3 separate regions of the Mus musculus genome follow, and all the other regions are linked to region 1. A link is a contact called in public HiChIP or PLAC-seq data. All regions are on one chromosome and are shown on one strand. The core of a region is the stretch at or near the end of the contact, and the rest is flanking DNA. Distances in the headings are between cores, read along the strand shown.

Region 1 (4,932 bases), core at 1,594-4,093:
AAACCCAGAAACCCGAGTCAGGCCGACACACACCCGCAGGGACAAGAGGAGGCTGTGGTCCAGGGACGAGGCCAATGTCCCATTCAGGACCGCAGCAGAGAACCCCCTCTCCCAGACTGGTGGCTCGCTTGGCTGTCCTGGCTTATGAGTCCCCCTACACTGCCCAAACCTGGACCAACCCCTTCCTTCCGTTCCAGCCCCAGCTGCGGCCACAGCCTACCTGTGGGCAGTGGACCATCTAACTCGGGCCTGGGCTTGGGCTGCACTTCCAGATCTGATAATCTGGGCTGGTCCTTTTTTTTCTTTTTCCCTTTGGTGAAGACACTGAACATGTTGGCCAGTCCTTTGGACTTCTTCTCCTTCTTCTTCGCAGACTCCTCCTCCCCATCGGGAGCCTCCGGGGATGGCATCAGGTCCTCAGAGGACGCCTCAGACATGGAGGTCTCTGATTCAGCCTCGGATGTAGAGCGTGGCTTTTGGGGGCTTACAGCGAAGTTCAGGGTCCCTGGCACAGACTGCTGGCCAGGAAACCCTTGGAAGAAAGTCACCATCTTCAGCATCACCCTGGCTCAGGCCTGCAGGTTGGAGATGGGAAATGAAGACACCAAAGGCCACAATGTATGGACCTAAATGCACAGCTGCTCACAGCCCAACAGTGTCCCCTCTGTTTTCTCCAGTAAAAACACCAGGACCCCTCAACTCCTGGTCCCCAACCCTCCCCACACCGTGCCCACCAGAACTGTATGTAGTACTCAAAGCTTGTCTCCCTAGGCAAGGAAGAGACTGGAGGCTCCAGAGCTTCCAGGTTGAGGGGCAGCCTCTGCACCTTCTCTGACTCCACCAGACTCTGGGGGCGGAGACAGGACAGGATGATACCCCTTGGGACAGCAAGAACAGGTCTAAGAGTTCACAGCCATGCAGTGGTCACAGAGTCTAGCACCTTTCCTCCTGAGACCAGCACCCCCTCCCTCTGCCCCCTTTCACGGGTCTTTATTTAGTTTTGGGATCACAGAAATCTACCACAAGCAAAGATACAGCTGTTGTCCTGGGACCACAAGAGGAACTGAGCCTGTCCCTTGTAGTACGCTGCTTTAGGATTAGGGGGTCAGACTTCAGACCCTGGGCAAACGACCCCAGGTAACCTTTTACTCGTGAGCAAAGCACAGGCCTTCCTGAAGTCACACAGCAGCTTGAGTGTGGAACCCACACTACCCGCTTTGCAGCCTACCCTGCTTGTTTCCAAATGGGGTGATGCAATTTCCCAAGGCCTTCTGTTTCCCCTCCCTTCCCGGGTGCCCATCCCATCCCATCTCTCCCCAGCAAGTATGTTATTTAGCTTAAAATAATCTTGTGGTCACTAGCTTGAGCTTGGAGGCCAGAGAACATCTCCCTCAAAGGACTGGCTTTTCTCAGGCCTCCACATCCCTGACTGTGTGTGTGGATTGTCAGAGCAAGGAAGACCACCCGAGGAAGCAGGGCTAGCCTGGAGGGAGGGAGCAGGCAGGAGGAGGGCCTTTCTGGTAAACGGTGTGACCCATTACCAGGAGGTGGCTTCCCTGCCCCATCCTTCAAGGATAAAAACCCCAAGCTGTAGCTTCATTTCTTCAAAATGACCTGGCGTGATCCAGGAACAGCTCCCGGTAAGGCAAGTGGGAAGACCCACCATCACGAAGGAGAACCCCGGAAACTGCGGAGGGGAGGTGCTTGCCCAAACACAACACACTTTAAGGGCCCTTTCCCACACCATCTCCGCCTCCACCAGCTCAACTGCCCAGGTTCGGGATAGATTCCTGAGGGGCTTATCTCATAACTGGGGCATGGGTAAAGCACCCTGATTGGACAGAAAGCCTGGGCTCCTCTACCCCAGCTCTTATCATCCTCACCAGGTGCCCTGAGCAGAGAGAGCCCTCTCTCTCGTTAACCTCATGAGGCCTGAGATAGGGCCAGGCAGTTTTTAAAGCCTGTGCCAACCTATCCCACTCGCATGGCAAACACCCATAAGGGCTGGCCTGGCTGATGGAGCTGCTGACCTGAATGTCTGGCCCCAGTTGCCCTTCAGTGTCAGAGGCTATTGGTATAAAAGGGAGGAGCATCTGCGGGCTCAGCTACACTTCTCACCAGGATTAGGGCTAAACAACATTCTTCCTCAGTATGTCTCGGTTTTCCCGTTTGTAAAATGAGAACGAGCCCTCCCCTCACTCCTTTCTCAGTGCTGCTCAGAGGATGTGGCAAAATCAGAAGCCTGGCACTGGGTGGGCCTTAGAAAGCAAGTTCCCCTGTATCCCTGACTGCAGAGGGGAAAGGCAGCAGGAGTAATGAGATGCTGTTTAAAGCATCACCAAGCCGGGCCCGCAGAGGCACGAAGGGGTCTCAGAGACACATGGGAGGGCTGCATCTGGTGGCTGGATGGTGTCACCTCCCTCAATTCTAGACACCACAGAGAACCTCACTGATCTTGCAACTAACTTACTGACTCTTGCCCCACAAGAGATCATCCGGACAGGGAGTCCCGCGGGTGCTGGGACCTTCCTTTTGTAAACCCGAGACTCCCTCACTTTTGTCCCAGTCCCTACAACACTTAAGAAACTTTCGCTGCGCGCGGGGATTCCGGACCCTGGTGTGAGGGGCTCAGAGTAACGCCTGTAAGTCCCTAGCAGTGCGTATGCTGGAGGTCAAGGGACCTCGAAATATCCCGCCCGCGTCCCCTTGGCCACTCAGGGCCATTCCCCCGGCGAATCCTGTCCGACACTCTGTGTCAGGACTGGAAGGGAAGCTACGTAGAGCGGCAGGGACAGAGGCACAGCGGCAGAGGTCACTTACTGTGTCCAGGACAGGACGCCTTAGTCCCGACCCTGGAGGGGCCCTCCTAAAATAGTCGCAGGCTCCGCCCAGACTCTGCCTGCTCCACCAACCGCAACCGCGGAAAATCCGCTGGCGGACGCCTCGGCCCGGCGAGTCCAGTGTTGGGGGCGGGGCCGGGCCGGTAGAGAGAGGGGCGGGGTCACTTTGCTGTTCCCAATAGCCTGGAAAGAGTGGTCTTGATGTGCGTGCACAGGGAGCCACGAGTTCCGCTTAGCGGAGAGCTGTTGTCGCACCACGGTCTCTGATTGGCTACCTAGCAGGGGCGCACGCACAAAGCCTCTGTCCCGCGTCACACAGTCAGCACCTACTTAGGTCTGGGGAGTGCCCTCTTCCATCTCAACGCCTCTGCCAAGTGTTGTTACCGCTCTGAGCACCCCTGTGTCCTTGAAAGTCTGGAAGGAAAGCTTCCCGGAGGAGGTGTCCTAAGGCAGCTGGGCACACGACTGGTAGTGGGACCTCTCAAAACCTCTCATCACCAAGCCTTGAGTGATGGGGCCCATCTTCATCATTATCCTGAGGTTACACAGAAATGACAGACAGCCCTCACCTGAGCCTCCTTCTCCAGGGCTCCCAGTGACAAGATTTTCCAGGATGGGGCTGGGGGTGATCCTCAGCACTCCCTTCTGCGGGCCTTTTCTCGGGGGTCTTTTCTCGGGGGTCTTCCCACCTTGGGGAAGGTGGGGTTGTAGGCTAGTGTAGAAAGGGGAATTTCTGCCCTCTGGAAGATGGGCTCACTCAGGAATTTCCCTGCTAGACACCAGCTTCTTTTTTGCCTCTACTTGGAGCTCGGCTCCTCCCCATCTTTTGTTTGGGCCCTCTCTTCTTTCCCTGCCTGTCTAAGCACAGAGCTTTGAGGAAAGAGGGAAGGGCAGCTGAGTGGGTGGGTTATGTTAAGGGGTTGTCCCTGGAAACCCAGAACTTCCTCTTCCTCCTGGGGAGCAGTGGCCAAGTGCCAGGTTTAAGAAGACTCTCCTCCATCCTATACCATGGTAGGTTGTAGGAGGCAAGAACAGAAGGCTGCCGGGCGGGAGTGGTGCACACATTCAATCTCAGCACTTGGGAGGCAGAGCAGACAGATCTCTGAGTTTGAGGCCATCCTGGTCTACAGAGCAAGTTCCAGGTAGCCAGGGCTACGCAATGAGAGCCTGTCTCAAAACTCAAACCGCACGCTTCCTCTTCTCCCTGAGGTCCTAATGGGTGATATTTCTATTGAGCCTCCAGGGTCCAAGCTGGGTGTTGCCTCTGCTCCACAAGGGAAGACAAAGACCCTAGGACTGTACCCACAATCCCATCCAAATATAGAAAGAGGATGAGAACCCAGGCCTTCTACTTCCAGCCTTCTACCTCCTAGCGGCCTCTCGACACATCGTATGACCTCCCCAGAGTATCCAGCCTCCGCTCTATTGATCCAGCTCCAGATTTCAAACAGATAAGGAAATGGTTGGGAAACTCCACAGGTAGGATTGAGGGACAGAGGAGTCAGGCTTTCAAGAACCCACATCTGTTCAGAGCCTATGGGCTCTGTGGGACAGATGTTGGACTTCCATTCTTGCCCCATGGTGCCCACAGCAGCTTGCTCAGAGCATAGTCAGTAGAAGCCAATGCCACCCATCTTGCATGTCAGAGTTTAGGATGAGGGTCAAAGGTCCTCTGTGAATTTCCCAACACAAAGGAAATTTGAAAACAGGGCTATTTGGATAGCTGAGGGCCAAAGATCGGTTGATTCTCGGGGTCAGCGATAGTTTAACTATTTTTCATAGTCCCCCCCACACCCCCGCCCCAATCCAGCCAAGAAATGGATCCCACAGGATAGAAACATTGGATCAGCTTACCTGGTAAACTGCTATCCCAGCCCCGACTCTGGCACCTGAGAGTTGGTGCAGCAGCCAGGAGTAGGCTGGCAAAGGTTCCTAGCCCAGCACAGAAGCTCTGCTGGCCAGCACCTGGACAAGAGCCTGAGTGCCAGGATGACAGGCATGCACCATCACAGGCTCTCTCTCTCTCTCTCTCTCTCTCTCTCTCTCTCTCTCTCTCTCTCTGTTTGGTTTTCAAGACAGGGTTTCTCTGTGT
Region 2 (4,932 bases), core at 1,565-4,064, 840 kb after region 1:
CAGAGGCAGGAAGATCAGAAGTTCAAGGCCATCCCTGGCTACATACAAGTTTGAGTTCACCTTAGGCTACCCTAGAATTTGTTTTTTAACAAAAAGAGAGAAAAGGGAGGGATGGCTAAGATTAACAACGAATTTCTCAGTTCAGGAAATCGGTATATACTAATCACAGTTGGTGGTGTTTATTCCCCTCTCACTGCAATCTACTATTGCCTGTATATTGTCAGAAGCCAATTCGAACTCCTAAGAACTACCTAAACAAAGCCCTCCTGCCAAGGACCCAGAGACTGTATGGGCCTAGTGCAAAGTTCAGCGTTAGACTGTGTGCTTAGAAACCCCCAGGAGAAAGAGATTATTAGATAAACTGTGAGTTGAGGTCAGCCTGGTCTACAACACTTCAGGCCATCATTAGCTACACTGAGAGACTTCTCAAACAAGCAAACAACCAACAACAACAAAAGGGCGTGCATGTGCAACATCCGGGACTCAATCTCCAGCACAGAAGACACACAAGCTAACTCAGAGGAGACCTTAAGGCATCAACTTGGATTTAAAAGGATGAGATGGGGGGGGGGGTTGCTGTGGGGAGACTGGGAAGAAATGTAAATAAATAAAATAATCAATAAAAAAAAATCTTTCCCTTTGCTTCTGTAAGTGAACAAGAAATTAATGATATGCTAAATCACTAGGAATGCAAACAGGATTTTTATAAACACAGAAGAGTTATTTCAGTCTCAGACAGTCAAATTCCTTAGTCAACTTTCAAAAGTGCAAGTCATTATGGAACCTTGCTGGGATGCTGGATCATCCCTTGCTGAATAGACACTTGTTCCATTCCACCCTTGATACAAGACGGACAGATATGAGGAGAACAAATTACTAATGACAGAGCAAAGAGAAAAACTTGGGGATTTTTTTTCGTAAAGAGAAATCATGACTCATGGTTTTTGTGTTTTTATATTGAAATCACTAATTTCAATACACAAACTGTGCAACAAAGAATATAAAAGAATTAGCTAGGGCCAAACTACTCAAAATCGTTAAAAACATAGGTTAAAAATGTATTTTAATAAAATGTATTTTCACATACCCCGCAAAAGAGCAAGTAGGGATCAAAGGGCTCACAGGGCCCTGCTGGGGCAGGGTTCCAGATGACTTTCATTTCAGATATGTTTCAAATTTTCTACAGTTACATGGTCTTTTGGACAAAAATAGATTTCCACGCAGGAATAAATACAAACTCCAATGTAAAGGAAACCATCTTCAGTCACACTAACACTAGCCAGGCACTAATAGCATCCTAATGCTTTAGACATTGTGTGTAGATTGAAGAAAAATATTCTGCTATCTTCTAACTGCAGGCCCAAACCAAGGCTGTGTGAACATTTTGTAATTAAGAATAGCCTTAAAGCGATACAAACTATCGAAAGGACAGCCACTCTGGTTTTCTAACGGAACCACACAGCCTTTGGAACTCTAGGGAACTTGCTAGCAAATATTCTCAGTCCATCTTCAATCCCTAAGGGCTATTTTACTTTTAAACAGCACATCTGGGTTCCTAGGGAAATGCCACACCCATTCGCCAGCATGTCATACAAGTTCCCCAGATGCTACAAAGTGGTTTTAAAGCCTCAAGAAGGAAGGAGTCCTGCAAGCAAGCCCCCTATTCCAGATCAATCTAGGGATGTTGTGAGAGTCTCTGCTGGAGGACACAACGGGAACATGTCAGCTTCTTTGCCTCCTTCCCCAACTAGGTAAGCAACAGTTCTTAAGTCTTTGAAATCAGACTTAAATGTCACAGAGCTGTCATTAGGGTCATCTAAGCAACAATTTCAAGCCATGATCAGCAAAACAAGCAATTTGGACTGGAAACTGATATGCTGAGTCTAATCTCAAGGTCCTGTATTTTAGCTGGTGACCTTGGACCAGCCACGGGACTCAGTTTCCTGGTTTGTAAAACTGGGAGATACACCCACTCAACAATGATGCTGCGAGGCCAATGGAGGCCTACGCGTAGGCAGCCGCAGACAGCAGAGATGCTGGGTGACCAGGGCCTGCCCACTCCGGCTCCCGCCAACCCACCGGTCCCCGAGCCCACCCAAGGGCCAGCACCTAGGCTGTCCTAGACACACTCTTCCCAAAGCGAGCTAAGCTTGGATACGAATCGAAACCAAAAAAGCTCATGTGACTCTGGAGGCAGGGATGCGGCCCTGTGCCCAGCCGGGACCGGGAGACGCTGTCTCCACCCAACTCGGCCATCTTGAGAAGCCGCGGAGACAAAGCGACCCCACTGTGCGGGCGCTGGCGGTCCGGGCACCCTAGCTGCTCCACGCGACCGGGGAGGGGGCGCCGCGCACCTTTGAGGGTGGAGCGCTCCACCAGGACCGTGTGGACCTGCGGGTCTGACAGGAACTTGCGCATCTGCTCCAGGGCGCTCTTCTCCTCCAGCGCCGCCTCCAGCGCAGCCGGCGCGTCGCCGCCGTCCTCCAGCAGCAGCGGCACCAGCTTACGCAGGTGCTTCTGCAGCACCGCCACGTCCGCCACATTCTGCACCGCCGACACCTCCAGGCCGGCCGAGCCGTCCTCGCCGCCGCCCGGCTCCGACATGGCGGATCCACGGAAGGGAGAGAGATAGAAAGAGAGAGAGCGAGAGCCGAGAGGAGCGGCCTCCGGCACGAGAGAGCAGTGAGCGAGGGGAACCGGCGACAGGAGACGCTCTGCCCGCTAACCCGCGGCCGACTGCGGACAGCGGAGCCGGCTCCGCCCTAAAGGCCGCCGCTCCCGCCGGCCCCGCCCCGCCCGCTGGCTGCAGCCACCGGCGCCCGCTCGCGGTCGGCGTCGCGACGTTACGCATGCGACTGGAGGCGGGGCTATGTGCGGCGCCGCGTGGCCTTTTGGGACTTGTAGTCGGAGGGCAGGGCGGGACCCATTACTCTGCGCAAAAGTGGTCCAGGAACCGCGTCTGTCTTCATTGCCAGGTGGCAGAGAATATCACAGAGCCAGCCCCTCAGGCTTCATAAATAGTGTTTTAAGGATGCATTGACGAGAATTGACATTTAGTGAGAGTTCATCCTCTGCCCGACATTGCTATTAATAACCTGAGTTCTCCCGTTGAATGAATGGAGTCTGGAGTCCCAACTGCCCAGTCGTTATTAGATACACATTGGGAAGATGAGGACGTTTTTTCAGAGGAGATGAGGGGCATGCCCACAATGACTTCGCTAAACTGGATAGGGAGAGAGTGGAAGGGAGATGATTTTAGCTGAGGAACTGGCGTCTGAGGAAGGGAAGGTTAGGTATGGGTGGAGCAGCAACTGCAGTGCAGTCTAACGGTAGGCTAAAAGAAACCTGGATAGTAGGAACATCAAGCTACGATGGGACCTGGCTTCTGAACACAGTGTCATTTACCAAGCGAGGGTGATGTAAGAGAAGGACGCATGAGTGAATCCACTGACAACGGTAAGCTCCCCATACCTGCAGCACCCACCGCTCTGTGGGTTCGGGAATCTGGATCGGCAGGAGGCAGGGGCTCAGATTGCTCCTAAGTTTCCCTGCATCTGACCCATCACCCCTCCTCCCATACACGGAGGACAAGAAGGGCAGAATCTCTTTGCTTACTTTCTTAGGGTTAGTAACTGGCCTTTGAAAGTTCAGGTCATAACTTGCCTGTTCAATTGGGTAGAGGGAACTAAGCCAAAATGATCTTTAAAAATATAATAATGCCGAGTTAGAAAGCTGAGTCCTGATTGGTGGGATGATGGTGGTATGACTTGATTCTCCCAAATCATCTTTGGAATACGGGAAGCCCTACAATATGCTTATTCCTTGCACAATTGTCCTGTGCCAGGTCCCAGAGGCTGCTGATGGAGGCCCGAAGATTCTTCTAGAAGCCAGACAGAGAGAGAGACAGAGAGACAGAGAGAGAGAAAACAGATAAATATCCCCATTCTCCCTCCATCAGCCCACCCTGGTGTAATGTGTCATAAATAATCTTGCAGAGGTGAGAGGACAGACCCAAAGCTACTGTGGTGAATTGCTACTGTGGAATTGCTGGCGTACTGGCAGTGATCAATACTGAATGTCCACCTGACACTAGGTGCTGTGTTAGTGTTTCCCTCTGCCTATCCTGCAGAGATAGGAACAAGGACAAAAGACCGGAGATTCTGAAACCTGCAGGGACTTAGTGGGTGTGGGGCTGATTGCACACTGGCTGCACTGTGAGTCAGCACCTGGGAAATGCAGTCATTCAGTTATCCGAGGACTCACTCATCTGCAACCTGGCTCCACGCCAGGGGACAGATAGCAGGCTCAGACTTTGGATTATTATCATTCCAAAGAAGACAGAAATGATTTGTTTACAAGGATTTACAAGTGGATCAAACCTGTGTGCTTTTTCAATAAACATTCTGTTTTTGTTTTTTAATATAGTAAGAACAGACCTGCTGCACACAGGCTGCTGAGATTTCTAAGGGCACCATCCTAGAGGCTGGCCAGGCTGAGACAGGGCTAACGAGGAAGCTGAGCTTGGCTGAAGATGCCCTTCTGCTTCGTGGCATAGGACGCAGCCAATCTTGGGTGGGGACCCGGCCTTTCTAGTCTCCTGTCTGTGAAAGCATCTGCTTTCAAGTGTTGAGAGGAGCTGGGAAGAGCATTTCTTTCCTGATGAGGGATGCTGGTGGCGGCTAGAGTACATACAACTTTGTCATAAATTTGTGATACACTGTGTAGAGGTCTTGCGCATTCCCAACATCTCTTTAAAATACCATATGACGTGCTGTTGAGATACCGTGTCAGGCTCATTCTCTGTATTCTGCCCCCTCTCTCAAGCCCTAGAGAGCACACAATCTCTCAGTGGGACCACTGTCAAACCAGCACCTCCAGGCTGTGTTTCCAAATACCCCTTCTCTGAATTCCATATTGGACTTTTGTTTTTCA
Region 3 (4,932 bases), core at 1,640-4,139, 590 kb after region 1:
AGAATATCTAAGATCTTGGGATATGCCAGATATTATATGAATGAACACACACACACACACAGCCCTTGTTTTAGGAAAACTGGTCTGATTATTGATCCTGACTGGCTTATTATGTTATGTGGGCATATAATGTGTTATACAACACTTGATACTTTGTTTTGTGTTTATTTGATTCAGCAATTTTTTTTTTTTGTCTTTGGTTTGTTTGTTTTTCCAGACAGGGTTTCTCTGTGTAGCCCTGGCTGTCTTGGAACTCACTCTGTAGACCAGGCTGGCCTCCAACTCAGAAACCTGCCTGCCTCAGCTTCCCAAGTGCTGGGATTAAAGTCGTGTGCCACCACTGTCCAGCTCAGCAGAAGTTCTTAAGTCCCTCTGGCACCCATTTATAAGCATCAGCTCACTCCCTGCAGGTCTGTAGGATTGCCTCTCCTGGGACAATCGCCTCAGACCTGTCTTTTCAAATGTTTCACTGACAATTCTGAAAGGAGACAGTAGTCCCCAGAGACAGGTCAGGCAGGTAACACTGCCACAGTGACACAACAGAGGCCTTCGAGAACGTTCCAGAAGACGACTGTCTCTCAGGTGCCTTGAAGGTCACAATGAATTGGTCAGGCATTACAAGGCACTTCTGTCTAAGGGAAACGAGGCTTCTTGGAAGGCTAGGACCGCGCACAGCTGTTGGTGGAATTGAAGTGTGTCTATAGGTCAGGAACAGTGAAGATGGGACCAGAGACCCACATTACCCCAGAAGGTGGTCACTGGCTTGTACTTTTGGTCTGCTGTCCCCACAGTGAGCCAGAGCTTGCTATCCTGGTTGTATCAATGAACCCCAAGTGTACCCCGGAATGCTGCCTCTCCTCTCCTGCATTTCCAGCTGGCACCCAGCCTGGCAAATCTAGCTCAGACACTAGCTTTTCAGCATTAGCTGTGTGCTCCCAGAGACCGTTTCCTTTTTCTGAATGTATTCAGTTAGTTACATCTCTAGCTTTTTGTCCTTGACCAGCTATCATCTGGGTCTTGTGTCACTTCCTCCTAGTCCTCAGACTCCTTGGGGGCAGAATCCTTATCTGCTTGGCCTCTGGGTTATCAGGGCACAGTTTAAGCTGGAAGATTATCCTGCACACCAGGCCACAAAGGGGTCCATTCTTTCATTATTTGAATCTGGTTTTCACCATCCCCATCACACCAGCTACCACCAGCAAATCTATCAAGCTAACTTTGATTAAGTTTGCTCTCCTTTGGTGGAAATTATATCACTGCCTCTTTCCAAAGCTGTCATATCAAATTCAAAATTGTGGCCATATTTAGCAAGGTAAGGAGGACACAGCCTTAGAGTACAGCAAGCCGAGACACTGAACCTCTCTTGTGTGGTTTCCCTGGGGTGGCAGCGATGTAGTTCGGTTGATAAGAGTGTTAAACCACAGAGGAACCACACAGTTCAGCCCCAGCACCGCACACACCTCTAGAGGAGGGGAAGGAAGGATTAGCGATTTAAAGTCATGCTCAGCCATGTGTCAGGTCTGCAGCCACCCTGGGAAACAAGACCTAATCTCAGAAAGGAGACAAACCAAAAAGCAAAACATGTCATGTGGCCGCTGACAGCCGTGCCTCTCTGACAATGTATGATAGCGTGCAGACGCTCCGAGCAGGAGCTTCACGGAGGCCGCACCAATGGTGTGTCACGTCTGTCTCAGACTTGCTCCCTAGGGCAGCAGTCTACCAGTGAGGAACCTTAGATAGTGAGCCATCCTTCCTGCAGGCAGAGAAGCCAATGCCCAACGAGGGTCAGTCACCAAGGGTCACTCTTCTAGCAAGTGCTGTCAGGAAGACAGCACGCCTTGAATAGCCAATATCTACCTCAAAACCACTGGAGACCACAGAATTCTATTCTCTGCCCTATTTTTGGTGGAGGCAGCTCTCTCTCCTGGTCTCTCCCCTGAGGTGAGGTGTGTGTTGTCATTTGCAAAAGCCAGCAGGTCTTCTTACGACCGACATAGAGTACCTTCAGTTTCAGGAGCTACCTGGACCCTCCCAGGAGAAGCCAGATTTTAATGGCTACTCTCAAAACAGCCCAAATCTGTGTGAGCTAGGGGGTAAACCCGCCGGGAGGGAGGGAGTTCTGCAGTGCGGCGCCTTCCTGTGCTTCTTTGCTACTGTATTGGACACTGAAGTTTGCCAAAGTCTCCAGCAAAGTTCTCTCCACTCAGGCTCAGTTCTGGGTCAGTGGCTGCGCGTGCCGCCACCGCTTTCCTCTAAATTCACTCAGCTCTGGGTTCCAGCTCCAGAACCGATCAGGAGAAAGTTCTCCCTTGTCACCCCCCACCCCCAAGACGTGACTTATGCTACCCGCTGGCCGTTGAGAATACACTTGGCCTCAGTGTAGAACCTGGCATACTTCTAGCGCCCCATAGATGCTGAAGGAAGGACAAGTTGCTGTAGGGCGGGCCAGGCGCCGAGGGGCTTGGAGCAGGGCTGTGAGCGCAGAGGAGGAAGCAGGACGCCCCGAGGTGGGCCGGGCGCGCAGAGCTGGGCGCACACGACCCAGGCTCCGAACGCGGTCCGCAGCGGCCAGCTCCGGCCCCTCCACCCCGCGCGGCGCCTCACCTGCGGTGTCAGCAGGCGCGGGGCCTCGGCGCCCGGCCCCCGCTGGGCCTGTTGGGCCCCGTCCCGGAGCCGCCGCGCCGCGGCCGGCAGCGTGCTGGGCGGTGGCTGCGCCCGAGTCACCTGCTCCAGAACCCGCCGCAGCTGCTCGGGGTCCAGCGGAGCCAAGCGCACGGCGCCGTGGCTCCGGCCGGGAAGAGTCGAGCCACTGTCGCCGACATTCCCGGACTCCGGTTCCGCGCCTGCCATGGCGGCCTATGGGGGGGGACTCGAACCCGTGTCGTCTGTAGGGGCGGGGCGGAAGTGCGTCACCCGGTAGAGGGCGGAACCTACGCGTGCCCGGCAGGCCAAAACATCTCCATGGCTCCGGGGCTTGTACTAAATTGCTGCCGCCGCCGCTCTGTTAATGTTTCGATCCCCAAGTGTCACTCGCTCCATGCTGATGTCCCGGATCGGATCCTCAGTGGAGGTCTTCGGAGTTCCCGAGTCCCGGGCTTACACTGATCTCTAATCCTCAAATTGAAAAGTCTTCCTAACCCCGCTCGAGAAACTTGGCGTTACAGTCACGCACCACTCACTACTTCTGGTTTTATGCGGTGCCAGGGGCTCGAACCATGGCTTTATGAATTCTAGGACAAAGGTTCAACCAAGTTAAGATTTACAAGGGGGCTTCTCGAGAGGGAGTCAGTTTAAACGTCTGAGCAGTCAGTCAGACATACATGTTGGTGGCTTTCAAGTTACAAAGGGTTACAAGGGTTGCTGGAGGAAACCTTTTCCCCTCTGCAGTAAATGAGTTTAGAGGGCTGCTCAGGGTGACTCTAGAGGATCCTTTCACAGACTGCAGTCTGGTCAGATAAAACTACAGGTCACATTATAATTTATAATCCTCACATATATAAAGTGTAGTCTCGTGAGGTTCCTAGAAAATTGCAAGTTTATACCTGAGAAAAGAAATAGGTAATATATACATAATTTATTGTTGTCTTAACATTATTATTTGGGGGAGGGTGGAGTTCAAGACACGTTTCTCCGTGTAACCCTGCACAGAGTGTCCTAGAACTCCCTCTGTAGACCAGGCTGACCCTGAGTGCTGGAAATGAAGGTGTGTGCCATCATGCCCAGTTTTTAACATTATTATCTTAAGCATTTCTATATAGATGGAATATTCTCTTTATGTTGGCAACCTTCTCAGTAATTGTCAATTATGCATGAGTCCTTGCTTGACACCCTGCTGGCATGAGGCTTCAGCGCGACTCCAGGGTAATGAGCACTTTTCCCTTCCGTGTGTCCGCTCAGTTTTACCCTGCCTCACAATAGGATTATAAAGTTTGCATTTAATTTCATTTTTTGTTTTGTCTTATGTGTATGGGTGTTTTGCCTGGGTCTATGTACACAACTCGTGTTACTGGCAGTCCCCTGGAACAGAGGGATTGCTGTGAGCCACCATGTGGTTGCTGGGAATGGAACCCTGGACTTCTGTAAGAGCAGCCAGTGCTTGGAACCACTGACCCATCTCTCCAGCCCCAAAATGTTTGCATATTTGACATTAGTGCTCCATCTGAAGCCTCCTCAAGTGTTTCTGGGGTGACCCATCCCACAGCTACCTGGCATCTAGAGTGAACATCTCGAGGGCAGGAATGACATATTACCCATTGGGTGCCCAACACAAGCTCTGAGCCAAAGTATACACTCAGGGATGCATGGATGGATGCATGCATTGATGGATGGATGGATGGATGGATGGATGGACAGACAGATGGATGGGTGGGTAAATAGATGGGCAGATGCATCCATCCACCCATGTGTCCACCCTTCTCACATTTCAGTCTGTCCATCCGGCTCCCCAGCCTCAGCCTAACTTCTCTCTGTACTGTAGTGGTTCTGTGTGTCAGCTCTTCGCTGAGTAGCACAGTAGGACCACTGGTCAACACATCCTCATTAAGCCCCTGTTGGGTGGATGAGGGTCCTATCAATCACGAGTCAGTGTGAGATGAGGGAGACGCATAGGAGAGGGACTGGGGACAGCCTGCTGCCAGGGAAGGCTCTGATTATTGCATTTCACCAAAGGATTCTCTTTTTATTTTAAACTATGTATGTATGTGCCTGAGTATATACTATGTGTGTATTATGTGTGCACTTGTGAGCAAGAACATCAGATCATCTGCGGTGGTTATAAGCCACGGTGGGTGCTTGCCTGCGTGCGTGCGATGGGAACTGACCCCAGGTCTGATTATCATCTTTATCATTACTGAAGCCAGTTTCCACCCTGCAGTGTCCTGAGTTACTCCCCTGGCATCTCACTAAGGTTGTCCACGGGTCTTTGTCTCAGTG

The links. HiChIP or PLAC-seq counts read pairs in DNA pulled down with a chosen protein or histone mark.
Region 2: a contact with region 1 is called in an H3K27ac HiChIP or PLAC-seq map of bone marrow-derived dendritic cells, with 5 times the contacts expected there. The contact joins the promoter of Dync1h1 here to the promoter of Tnfaip2 in region 1. A contact is called at or near these places in 3 of 39 promoter capture datasets (fetal liver, liver and neutrophils) and 2 of 115 datasets of contacts at active chromatin or transcription factors (bone marrow-derived dendritic cells and pancreatic cancer cells).
Region 3: a contact with region 1 is called in a FOXA1 HiChIP or PLAC-seq map of pancreatic cancer cells. The contact joins the promoter of Zfp839 here to the promoter of Tnfaip2 in region 1. A contact is called at or near these places in 1 of 39 promoter capture datasets (erythroid cells) and 2 of 115 datasets of contacts at active chromatin or transcription factors (bone marrow-derived dendritic cells and pancreatic cancer cells).

The regions. Positions count from the first base shown.
Region 1 is chr12:111,440,572-111,445,503 of GRCm38.p6, reverse strand. It overlaps Tnfaip2 (tumor necrosis factor, alpha-induced protein 2), which reads right to left and starts at 2,843. Exons shown (of 12, transcript NM_009396.2): 1 at 2,821-2,843; 2 at 221-575. The coding sequence starts at 560.
Region 2 is chr12:110,599,277-110,604,208 of GRCm38.p6, reverse strand. It overlaps Dync1h1 (dynein cytoplasmic 1 heavy chain 1), which reads right to left and starts at 2,814. Exons shown (of 77, transcript NM_030238.2): 1 at 2,355-2,814. The coding sequence starts at 2,604. Gm35558 (a long non-coding RNA gene) reads left to right here. Exons shown (of 2, transcript XR_381950.4): 1 at 1-3,456; 2 at 3,845-4,932.
Region 3 is chr12:110,848,236-110,853,167 of GRCm38.p6, reverse strand. It overlaps Zfp839 (zinc finger protein 839), which reads right to left and starts at 2,889. Exons shown (of 7, transcript NM_001199785.1): 1 at 2,605-2,889. The coding sequence starts at 2,850.